Linked DNA regions of Triticum aestivum: region 2 is linked to region 1. A link is a contact called in public Hi-C data. All regions are on one chromosome and are shown on one strand. The core of a region is the stretch at or near the end of the contact, and the rest is flanking DNA. Distances in the headings are between cores, read along the strand shown. Region 1 holds the start of LOC123045954 (putative adenylate cyclase regulatory protein). Region 2 holds the start of LOC123045957 (calmodulin-binding receptor-like cytoplasmic kinase 3).

What was found. A called contact is a pair of places that touch in the nucleus more often than the background predicts.
Region 2: a contact with region 1 is called in a Hi-C map of leaf, with 4 times the contacts expected there. The contact joins the promoter of LOC123045957 here to the promoter of LOC123045954 in region 1. A contact is called at or near these places in 3 of 5 Hi-C or Micro-C datasets (all in leaf).

Annotation. Positions count from the first base shown.
Region 1 is chr2B:547,755,898-547,761,854 of IWGSC CS RefSeq v2.1, forward strand. LOC123045954 (putative adenylate cyclase regulatory protein) reads right to left here and starts at 1,334. Exons shown (of 16, transcript XM_044469206.1): 1 at 1,119-1,334; 2 at 142-513; 3 at 1-63. The coding sequence starts at 345.
Region 2 is chr2B:548,363,360-548,369,993 of IWGSC CS RefSeq v2.1, forward strand. LOC123045957 (calmodulin-binding receptor-like cytoplasmic kinase 3) reads left to right here and starts at 2,820. Exons shown (of 7, transcript XM_044469209.1): 1 at 2,820-3,113; 2 at 3,895-4,263; 3 at 4,419-4,672; 4 at 5,401-5,566; 5 at 5,644-5,733; 6 at 6,387-6,634. The coding sequence starts at 4,143.

The DNA.
Region 1 (5,957 bases), core at 84-2,583:
ATTGAATATCTGCTGGCTAAGATCCCTAGGCAGCATGGAGAAATCTGAATACCTACTTATGTCCTGCAATCACCCACATAAACTCAGCCAAGAACAGGCATTGCTTCGCCAAACTCTGAACATACGAGTTCACATGACTACCTCACGGACTCTGGCCACGCAAAGTTCCACCAGTGACGGGCGGCGACCTGGGCCCGGTCCCTGCGCCTTCCGGAGCACATCAGAGCTGCTGCGTGACAGCGTGTGCAGCAGCCATTTGAAGCTGCCGCTCTTGGAGAACTTGACGCTGTACAGTTGATCCTCATGGACCACTTGGCCTCTGTTCCTTGAGCAGGCACTGCCCATGGCGAGTTCTTGCACTGAACAAAACCTGATCACTGCCTCAAGTCTATGGATGGATGTACAGTGTCACAGACCATGGGCAGACTCAAAGGTGCATATTCTTCCCGGACACCTTGATTCTCTAGCATTAATTGCAGGCGTGACTACGACTTGGCCTTCTTCAACGCCATCCTGCATCATCAATAAAATTAATACAATCAATAAGCTTGACTTGCACTGCAGCTAGGAAATTACTATCAGAAGATTGTCAATATAACCAATAAGCTTGAGTTGCACTGCAGCAAGGAAGTTACTATCAGAAGATTGTCAATATAATCAATAAGCTTGAGTTGCACTGCAGTAAGGGAATTACTATCAGAAAGATTGTATGCAGACGCAGTCAGACAAAACCAAACCCCCACGCAATCGATTCTAATGCAAGTGGTCGGTTTCGAGTGAAGTGTTCATCTCTCACGCAACTGAGCCTGGGCGTCCAATCACCACATACCGCCAACCAATCCTACACGCAATTGAGCCCCACGAACAGAGCAACCAACCCCTGCGGATGAATATGCAACAGTATCGAATGTTCCGTCCGCACCAAGCTCTGCAAATCGCGGACGGCAGGCAGAACGAAGTGCAAAAATGCCCAAATATCTGGATTGGAATAACCGAAGACGGGAGGATCAGAGCAGAGACGGAGGAGAGCACGTCGGAGGCTGGACGAAATCAGCAGCAGCCGAGAGAATCGCACTCGCGCCTAAAGTTAGTTATTATTGCATAGGAGGTGAAATTACCTGATCGGGCGTCGAATCAGGCCACCGGAGCGACCTGATGCTGGGCCGAGCCACGGATTAGCGGAGCTCGACGGAGTCGGCGGCTGAAATCGTCGCCGTCGTGTCGTATCTGATTCCAATCCGGCGAAGTCTCGCGAGCGACAGTGACGACGCGAGGTCAGGTCAGGTCCGGCCACGAGTGGGGAGGGAGGAGGAAAGGTGGGGAGGGAGGAAAAATGGCTTATAGCGAGCGCCGGGGAGCAGCGGGCGAGCTCCACGTGTCGCGGAGCGCTGGGACGGTACGCTGGGCTACGAACGTTTAGTCACTGACATGCGGGGCCCGCGGACCTTCTGGACCCACTGGCGGTGACACGGCGGAAACGGATGATGGTGGGTGCTAAGCGAGGGGTTGGGGGCCACCGGGAAGCGGAAGGGATAAGGCAAAGGAGGTGGGGCACCACCGTGGCGGGCGGGCGCACGGCACCCCGGAATGTGCTGCCGGTTTTGTGACCCCGAAGAGGGCTGTTCGTTGTGCGGGGTTGCACGTGGGGCCCGCGGCTTTACGAGCGCAGTTTTGCTATTTATCGCCTCTCGCTGGTACACTCGTCGTACAGAGGTACTACTATCGCGTGCGAGTCAGCAGCCCCATGTGTCAATTCTTAAAAAAAAACACGTTCGATGTTGCTTTTTGTTGCGGTGAGAAAACACATCGGGCAATAGAGCATCTCAACAAACCATATCCCAATAGGGTAACTACCTGAGCATGAAGATGACTTTCGCCTGAACAACCGGTTTTAGGCATTTGTATCAGAAACGATGGTCTACAAACCGGTTTTAGGCTGGCCATAGTGGGGTAACATAAGTAGTATCATGTATTTAGGACCCGCAAACATGCTTATGTCGCAGAGAATTAAATAAGAGAGATGGTTATAGTAACATACTCCCTCCGTCCGGGTTTATTAGGCTGTTCATAGTGGGGAGTAACATATACTAGTATCATCATATGATACTGTATGATACTGGTGTATGATACTACATTCATAGTGCATAATATCAGACTACCCACAGTGGGAATAACATAGGTAGTAACATCACACATATATAGGTTAAATAGATGATGTGGCATGCAATAAATGAAGAAAGAGATGAAAGTGGTAACATATCTAGTTACTACTCATTGTGGTTAGTCTCATAAAGTAGTATCATAGATGGTCTTATTTATTGACATGCATGACACATATTAGCATAACATTTATTATGATACGGTATCTATCTATGTTACTATGATCCTCTCTCTCTTCTTTAATTGTTTGCCACATAAGCATGTTTGCGAGTCTCAAGTACATGATACTAGTTATGTTACCCCATTATGGCCAGCCTTAGGCCTAAAGACAACTTCTCTTAAACCAAGACACATAGTAATTTACTCACATTAATTCTTCTATTCCACTCCCGATGCACTCTCTCATATGCATGCAGCCAATGAAAAAGCATGCATGAAGTGCATTAATTTTTCAGCCATGGCACTAACAACAATGGCTTTCAATGCAACCAATGAAATGGTTGCACGCATGCGCCTTTCCAAAGCGGGGCCTTATAAAAAAGGACATGTTTATGATGCTGAGAGGTCTAATAAACCTGGACAGAGAGAGTAGATAGATATCGTAACATAATACTACCTCCATCCTGGTTTATTGGTCTCCATTGTATTTCGTGCCAAATTTTGATCGTAGATTGAACTAACAAAATATTCATGCATGTCACAAAAAATTATTACATTGAAAACTATGTTCAAACACGAATCCAACGGTATATTTTTTGTTGACATGCATTAACATTTTGTTAGTTAAATCTTTGGTCAAAATTTGGCACAAACTACAAAAAGGACATATAAACCAGGACGGAGGTAGTAAGTGTGATGCTACTATGTGTCATGCATGGCAATAAATGAGACCACCTATGATACTAATCTATGATACTATGTACTACTACCTCCGTCCGGGTATATAAGTCCGGTGAGCCAAGAAGCTATGTACGTTTTTTCAAGGCCGCTGGCTATAGGCAGTTACTTTTCCTTGATCCGGCCGCTAGACTTGTGCTTGACTGGCTAGTGATGCGCGTGGGTAGCGGCATGCAGAAACCCAAGAGGCAAATGGGCTGCCTGCTGTAAATGCTGGCAGGTGCTGGATTGGTTGCATGCAAAGTGAACGAGGCACCTAGCTGCATGCAAAGCTGCCCGTGATTTGATTGGCTGCTGCTGTAAAGCGTTGCTGGTTATTATTGCTTTGCCTTGGTCCATGTGTTTTGGCTAATGGGCCTAATAATCCCGGACGGAGGTAGTATAGATGTAGTATCATACACTAGTATCATATGCATGATACTAGTATAATACTCCCCACTATGACCACCTTAGGCATCAAACACAATAACGGTCGCTACAAGGGCGCCTTCTGGCCTATGCCACATCAATTCTACTACTGTGCCGAAGGAGAAAAGTTAAACGTGATGGGCCATCGATCACTGCTCTTTTTATCGCTCGCACGCAAGCCTTCCCTCATCTCCTCTTTGGTGAGATCTCTCTCATCCCGCGACCCCTTGCTGCCGCCACCACCCATGCCAGCCGATTCCCGCGAGTCCCGGCGGCAGGTGGCACACCAAGGACTTCCCCTCGCCCCTCTCCTTCCTCCCATCAGTCCAAATCCATCGTTAGAGACCTCCCACGCTCGCTCCCGACCCTCAGCCATGGCTAGGGTTTTGGGCGCGGCTTCCCCTTCGTCGCCGGCGAGGCTCTAGCGGCCTCCAGTGACTCGTCGCAGCTTGGGGCAATTAGCGGTGGCGAGGAACCCTCCCCCGTTGCTAGGGTTTCGGCCTCCGTGTGCTACTACTCGAGCTTTGTCGCCTCCTCCCATCCGGGGCATGTCTGGTTGAGCGGCAGCGGAGCAGGCCTGGGCACGCGACCACCAGATCGGCATAGGCATAGCAGCAATGAGGAACAGTGGCGTTGGCGGATGCCCTCACTCCCTTCCTCTATCTTCTCTCTCTATATCACTCAGCACATCCTCTCTGAATCAGGAACGTCTCTGCCGTCTTACTACTACACCTTAATATGTTTCGCATGATTTGCTTTATGAATTACTTTGATGTGCCTACTTTGTGGAGAGACCTTTTTTTCCTTGCTAGATGTTCATCTTCGCTTACTACTGCCTGATGCCTAAACTTTGAATTCTAATCGGTAACAAGTAGTAGTATTATAGTCGCTTTATGTCTGGAGAGTAAAGTTGATAAATCTGTGTCAGTTTATGCCAATTGATTGCCATGCAGTGGGTAGTGCTTTATTCCCTACTAATGCAGAAACTGGATGCGCCTACGTGACATAATGTTGCTCAATAGGAAGGTCTCCCTAGATACCACGGGGAGGTATGATCCACATATCTGATTATTTTATTTGGCCATGAATTGTTATTTGAACCTGTATCTAAATTTGTATTTTGTCGATGAAGGAGCACAGCTTCCGGTGGTGTCCGGCGTGGACAAATTAACTTAGGCTGGTAGCTTCTTCTGCTTCTCTGGATTTACTTCCTTTTTGCAGTTGGTGGTGTTCTACATAGAAAAGGCATGTGAATTTCTTAATTTGCCGCTGTTTAGGATCAATTTGCCGCTGTTAGCTGAGCACCAAGCAGTGAAACTGTCTTAATATTCAGTTTGTATGATTAGTTTTTGATGCAGAACCTTTTAGAATTTAAGAATTTTCAGCCCGCCTCATGGACGGTCTTCCCACGCCCAATGGCCATGAGGTGCACGCGGTGCATTGTGCCGTGCCTTCTCTGTACCGGGACCCAAGCGCAAGCCGATGAGCTTGATGAGGACATCGTCATGATCTTGACCTCGACTACTCCCTACACAAGGTCATATCTCTGCCCCTCTCCCTGCTGCTGCTCTAGACTGGTTTTGATTTATCTTGTTGGTTGTGAAACTATCAAATCTATTTTGGGTGATACACACTGTTGTTTTGAGAGATTTCAGACTTTTGTTATGTTGTGCGCACACAAACATGTAACATTGCTTCCTAAATATAGAGCAATCCTTTGATTCATTTTTGTTCCAACAAGAAGTATCTATATCATGTTTCTAGGGATTCATGTTGGGGATATCAAAACTAGTCATTGCTCAATGGAGCCATACAAATAATTGTCCAACAAAACTAAAACTTACATACCTGAACTATGACTAATACATAATTATGAGCATTTTTCCTATTTTACCAAAGATTGCCATGGTGCATGTGTTGAAACCCAAAATTTGTGAATATATAAGTGAGATTTCTTTTCTTGTTGCCTATATTCATAGATTGTTTTTGACGATTCTTGGTCATTTATTTTGTAGAGATCTGCTTGCAGTTCATACTTCATTGGTACCATAGTTTAATGTACTATCTATCTATATGTATATGGTGACTATTTTTATCCTTGAAGGCATTGGAGTTCTTGAAGGGAAATGTTAATGATGGTGTATGAAATGGTATGTCGAAAGGTGTGCTTGTTTGGGCATTATTATCTCTAACTGAAGTTCTATTGTGTTGTTATATTCAAGAGTACAATTCTTTGCTTCAAGTTTCTTGAAGGTAGCCATATTTTGTTACTTATTCCCTGATGATTTTAAAGGTTATGTATACTATCAAACTGAATTTTACAACACTGTCTTAGTCATAGTTCTTCTTTCTTTGCTTAGAATTTATGATTTATGTCTAATGTCAATTCCATCTTTTTAGGTGCTTGTCAAATATAGGTGGAAAGCTTGACATGGGGGAGCCATAGAGGTTTGCAAAATATGTTTCTAGGTTGGCCCTTGAGAGGGAGACTG
Region 2 (6,634 bases), core at 1,570-4,069, 610 kb after region 1:
TCAACGGCGATAGGCTTCTGGTCAACACAGTGATGTGGCAAGTGGCTACCGCCCTAGCCTTTGGCGGTAGCACCTCAGATGGTCTTCGGTTTCAAATCCTGCCAAAGGCAATTTCTTTTTTTCTTTTTTTTTGCCCAATAAAAATGAAAAATTATTCAGTCTTCACTGTTGATTGATTGAGCATAGATTTGACCATGTAAATATCATTTATAAGAGAGGTGTTTTTTAAGAACTGACAAGAAAATATATTCTCTCTTCCTAAATACAATCACACGCATGTTTCCTTATGTACAAGATATGTGCTAAGACAAGGAAATGTTCCCCTTTTCTTTCTTTCTTTACCATACAAAAAATACGTCTGGAGCGCTGATGTTAAAGAAATGTTTGGATTAGCGCGTGAACTATATTCATATAGCTGTAATATATGTGTGCACTTGCAACTTTCAACATGCGTGTAATCTAATTAATATTCATACATGTACTTTCTAATTAAAGTGAAGATTTGAATCAAATTATATTTTTTCACGACACAAACATGTGCCGTGTCATATGTGTTCACGCTTTAAATGCCATTGTAATATTCACGCGATTAGTAACATATTGATTAATGTAATTATCTTAGACTGACTCAATAGCAAAAATAAATTGAATTTACTTAGCATACGACAAACTCTCATCCAATTGTGGCACGGTAAACCGATGGACCGTGAAGATGTTGAATGAAGATGCCTTGTAAACATGCATCGAGTGATTATATTTAGGAAAGAGAGAACATCTTTCCCCGTCGTTTCTTAAAAAAACGCTTCTCTTGTAAATGATACTAGCAAATATGTCCGTGCATTGCAATGGAAGAAAAGCTATTAGATTATGCACGTGCGATAGATATAAAAGAAATTCTGAACCAAATGCCAGGATGAGATAAGGACTTTTAGAATGTATTTTCATAAAGTATGTCTGGGTGATGTCATGACGAGATAAGGGACTTTTAAAAAGTCATTTAAAAAATAAAAAATGTGATGGTCTCATCACGACTTGATTTTCTAACGCGTCACAACGAAAAAAATGTCGATGATCAAACTACATTGATGGACACTGCATGAGCTAGATTGATGAGTGAGTGCCTCGCCTTGACCTAGCGTAGCGGTGTTTATAATAATCAGTAATGTGGTACCAAAAAAATATAGCTGTGTATGAATGCAAAATAGAAATTTAGTCATTTTTATATAGCTTATAAAAATTAACCTATAGAAAGTTGTGTCAATTTTTGAGGGCTCAGCGTTGTACAAGACATGAAAAACTTTTTTTTATCCAAAATCGAGGGACTGAATACAATCATGAAGCGACCCCTACAGATCTCCTGCGACGGTTCGTTATATTCATTATTTATGGATCTGTTTTAATTCTTGTGAACATATTCCAAACTTTAATAGACATTTTTTTAATTCTCTAATGTTTTTCGAATATTGGATATTTTTTAAAAATCATGAACGTTTTTTATTTCCTGAAAATTTATTTGAAATCGTAATAGTTTTTTATAATACGTGAACAATTTTTTGAAATCATGATCATTTTATGATTTTCCGAATGTTTTTTTAATTCACAAACAGTTTATAATTTTTCAAGACTTTTTTTGAAATATTGTTTTTCTGGAAATCACGAATAAATTTAAAGAAGAAAAAACTAAAACAGAAATGAGAACGTGAAAGCAAAAAATGAAATAGAAAACAGAGGCGTTGCAGCCTGCAAATGGGCCAGCCCATTACCGTGTGCGGGAGGAGTAGGCGCGCTTGCGAAAGAAAAAAGGAGAGATAAAAAGTGGGCAGGCTGGGGATCAAACCCTGATCTTTGTAGTGGAGTCGCGCGGCGCTGGCCACTGTGCTCAGCATATCTTCGTGTTATATTAGGGGATCTCAGCATATATAAACCAGAACCTGCGTGAATCGTTTTTTACCACTTATGGGTGGCATTGGTGGGTAATTTTTGCCAACTTCGAGGGTATTTTTTATGACGTATGTACAAAAATCCAAATCTCTTTATTATTAGGTAAAGATTTACATGGTCAAAATTATCTCAATCCATCAACCGTCAAGAGAATAGTTACAGATACTCTAAAAAAAGAATAGTTACAGACAAGTAAAAAAATATTTTTGACAATAATTCATATCTAACATTAATTAGACTATTTTTATCATTTTTATTGGGCAAAAAACAAACCAAACAAAAAGAATTTGCAACACACACTATTTATAGCATTCAGGTCCCCCCAGGTGCTACTATGGCGGTAGCCACTTGCCACATCATCGCGTTGATCAGAAGCCTACTGCCGTTGACCATGAAGATAACCCGTTATATTCTACTACCAACATCTACGACGGTAAGAAAATGATTAGATACAAACTTTTTTTACAAACAGGATCAAATCATGCTAAATTTTTGCATAAGGGTCACAATAGTGAATTTGGCTCCGTTGTGATGCCCTAACAGAGTAGCATGCCTCGAAGGATCCTCGGGGTACGAACCAACCTGTGGTTGGATGATTAGAGGGACTGGCATCCTCAGCTAACCTGTGCCGGCTCAGTTTTTTGGAGATGCTCATAGGGGTAGGATGTATGTGTGTGTTCGTAGAATGAGTGTATGCGCGTATATATATGAACGCTTGTGTCTGTAGTAGTGATGTTCAAGAAAAAAAACCTCGGGGTGGACCAAAGGAGTACACGCCGTTGCGGCTGCCGCGGCACCCACCCGCAGCGACAGGGTCGTACGCCTCCCATCACCAACCAGCCGCACTCCCACTGACAAAACGGGGCAGACCCACCCCTGGCGGCAAGTGGCGCCACAGAAAAAAAATTCCCTCCGTCGGCGTCGTTTACCAGTCGCCTCCCCCCGCCCGGGTCGTCGGTCTCGTCTCGGCGGCCTCTCGCTCCCTCCGGTCCTCGCACACGGTTTCCATCCCGCCCCACCAAAGATCCGATCAAACCAAAGGCGCCATCCTTGTCCCGGTCGGCGCCTTCCTCGCCATTTCCGCGTACACGTCTCAGCCTGGATCTTGTGGCTTCCGCGGTGGCGGAGCATTCGGCGCGCGGTGGCTCAGCTATAGCTGCCTATATCCTCCGGTGAGTCCCCGTTTCCTCCGAGCTCCCCGAGGCCGATTGCGATGATGCTTCCTCTGCGCGTGGTTAGGTTGCTTCCCTGCTTGATTGCTAGCTCGCCTCTGCCGCACCGCCTGTCGCAATGGTCGCTAGCCTAGTGCCGCGTTCTTGGTTCTTGGGGTTACTTCTCTGTTGTGGGATTTCTCTGTAGGCGTAGGGCTGCGCTTCTCGATGCTTTACTTGTTGCAGCCGCTAGCTCGCGTGTTTAATCTGGGAGCTATAGAAGCGGGGCCTGTCGCGGTGTTGTTTCTGAAACTGACAGGGCTGCGGATAAGGCTCCATCAAGCTCCAGTTTTGCTGTGATTGTGCTAGGGGACGCCAGGTTCGGTAATCGTACGGGGCGCCGTCTCAATCCTTTTTGTTTGCTTCCCCTTACTGCTTTCAGTTGACACATGGGTGAATTTGTCTCTCATGGCTAGTTCGATCTGTCTATAAGTGCAATTTTGTCTAGAGTGGTGGTCTTGTTTTGTCATCTATGTTTGTTAGTTGCGTGCATTGTCAAGTTGCTTACTATAAATATGCAAAGGCCCCAGTGTTGTACTACATGTAAAAGTATCAGTTGTAGATGTTTTGTGGCAAATGACAAGAATGGAAAGGGAGGCAGTTTCGTTATTGGTTAGGAGGATAATTCATTTACTCACCAGTTATGATCATGTCATCTCTCGAGTTGTACTAGCTATTCCTTTATTCATTCATCACAAATGACTAAATTAAATCTTTTACACATTTGCTGTTTGCATTGTAGCACTGTACCACTACAAGGGAAAAGAGGACAAGTATTGCTCTGAAGTGAGATACGCTTGGGGGCAGATTTTGGAGAACTCTTGGTCTAAGGTGTGAGAGATTTGGAGGTATATTTTGGACAACTTGTGGCCTAAAGTGAGATAGGTCTGGAGGCAAATTATTGTGTCCGTCAGCGTGCTAATTTGGGACATCGGATACAAATGAGGCACAGCACACTTCTTTACTGGAGGACCGGAGACAGATAACGTTATGGTAGCCGCTACAGCTACAGAAATGTTTCTTGTGTGCTTTGAATCCTTGTGCCCCTGTTTTCGCTCAAAAAGGAAGGATGGAAGTGAAGATCCTGTTCTTGCAAAAGACGGAAATTCCTGTAAGCAAAATGACGAATTTTCATATACGGGTCATGAAACCTGTTAACACACTGAATCAATGCCTAACTTATTTTTTGTGATGAAATTTAAATGCAAATTTTGTGGTTATCAACACTTTGCCACCGTTTGACATATTGTTCCCTTCCTTTTTCAGTGAGTTCTTCTGAAATGAGGTCAATTTCTGACAGAATTCCCTCGAGCCCTCTTCGGGTACCTGCAAGTCCATCTAGATTTTCATTATCTTCACCGCCAAGTAGAAATGATCCATTGAACCTCAGTCTTGAAACTGTTATTAAACTGACACGTAACTTTTCACCGGCCTTGATGATTGGCGAAAGTTATTTTGGAAAGGCCTACAGAATGGACTTGCAAAATGGCCTTGTTGTGGCTATTAAAAGGGCAAGAAAGGTAGTTTATTTTTTCTGGCAACTAAACTAGAGATTTGCATAAGTACAATGACTGAACTATTATTGTTTATTCTGGTTGCTTTAATTCCACTCTATTAGGTTTAGCTAAAAGCCTAATTAGACACGACACTTCATGAGGTTTAGAAGTTCTATTATACTCCAGCCTAGCTTTCCTTGTCTAGCTTAGCTTTGTTTTCTGTCGAATTTTCTAGGTTTGTTCAGGTTTTGTATAGTTAGTTTTTTCTCCCTTTTGGGGGAGGCTGCTAGCCTCTTTTTGGTCGTTTGGGTCAAAGTCACTGTGGATGGTTTGTAATATACAATGGCACGCCTTTCGACGCTTGTTTCAGAGAGAAGAAGTCCTGTTTGGGCTGAAACATTTTTAGATTGTTTACTGAGCTTATCATCCACTGCTCTCTCTTGGGTGGAATCAAGAAAGAACAAGAAATTGGCTAATGCATGTTTAGGTAGACCCAGTTGTTGATTGATCCATATGTGCGTAGACCAACATAAGAATAACAGGGTTATGCATCAATAAAACATGCTGCATTGCATTCTTCATTCCAGTAGTTGTGCATTGCTCTTATATCTTTTATGTGTTGTGTAAGCCTGTTCACTAGTCGGATTTTTTTTTCCTCTCCGCAATCCGGATAGCTGTTGATAATAATTGGGTACCTTCACTTCTTTTTACCGCTGTTTGAGTTGTGATTCTGATATGGTCTATTTTCCCAGGAACATTTTGCTTCTTTACATGCAGAATTCAAAAATGAAATTGCACTACTAAAAAAAATCGAACACAGGAATCTGGTCCAGTTACTTGGATATATTGACAAAGGGAATGAAAGAATTGTCATAACCGAGTTTGTGTCAAATGGCACTCTTAGGGAACATTTGGATGGTATGCTGCAAACCAGATTGCTGCTTTATTTGATTCCTTCTCAGGATGAACAGTAACATTTTTATATTGTCTTTCAGGACAACATGGGCTAATATTGGGCTTCAGTCAGCGGCTTGAAATAGCCATAGATGTTGCCCATGGATTGACTTATCTGCATCTATATGCAGGTACACCTTTGCCTACATGTTTTCATTTGCTGACTATAGAACTGTCAAGTAAAACACTAATCAAATGGTTCTACTTTTTATTCTGATTCAGTCACATGTTAAGGAATTTACCTCAGCAGTAACGAAACACATGAACAAAGTATTCTTGCTGCACTGGAAGTTAATAATTTGTGGTACCTGTCAGCTGTCATGATGGCATACGTTTTTGGAAATTATTTTGGCTGTCCGTTGCCTTGAGAAAATGTCATGTACATGTACTCCAGCTTTTTATTAAGTGGGCCTAACGTGTTTTAAGAGTGCGTGCAAATAAGCATTTGCTGTGCAAGTTTAACAGTCACAAGAATTTGAGGCTATGCTTAACAAGGGCACACAATCCTAATTTGCATGCGCGACCTAAATTATGAATTTAGTGAATCACAAGGATCAGCCACGTGACTAGATTTCTTTTGTGTGTCCTCCATTTAAATGCAAGATTTAGCTAACTGCATGAATATAAAATTATCTATTCAATAGAAGTAAACTTGTATAACATACTTTTGCTCTTTAGTATTTTGATGCATCCACAGGTAAAAAGACGCATTGTAATTTGATCGTTCCTGCTGGCGATTTGCATATATCTTTTCTTAAATTATAATGCAATCTTATGCTTTTAGAGAAGCCCATTATACACCGGGATGTGAAGTCATCAAACATTCTACTAACTGAAGGCTTCAGGGCAAAAGTAGCCGACTTCGGATTTGCAAGAATTGGTTCAACAGATCCAGGCCAGTCAGAGATTCAAACTGATGTGAAAGGAACAGCTGGCTATGTGGATCCAGAGTATCTGCGGACAAACTATCTGACAGTCAAGAGTGATGTGTTCTCTTACGGCATCTTGCTCCTGGAAATCCTATCAGGTCGT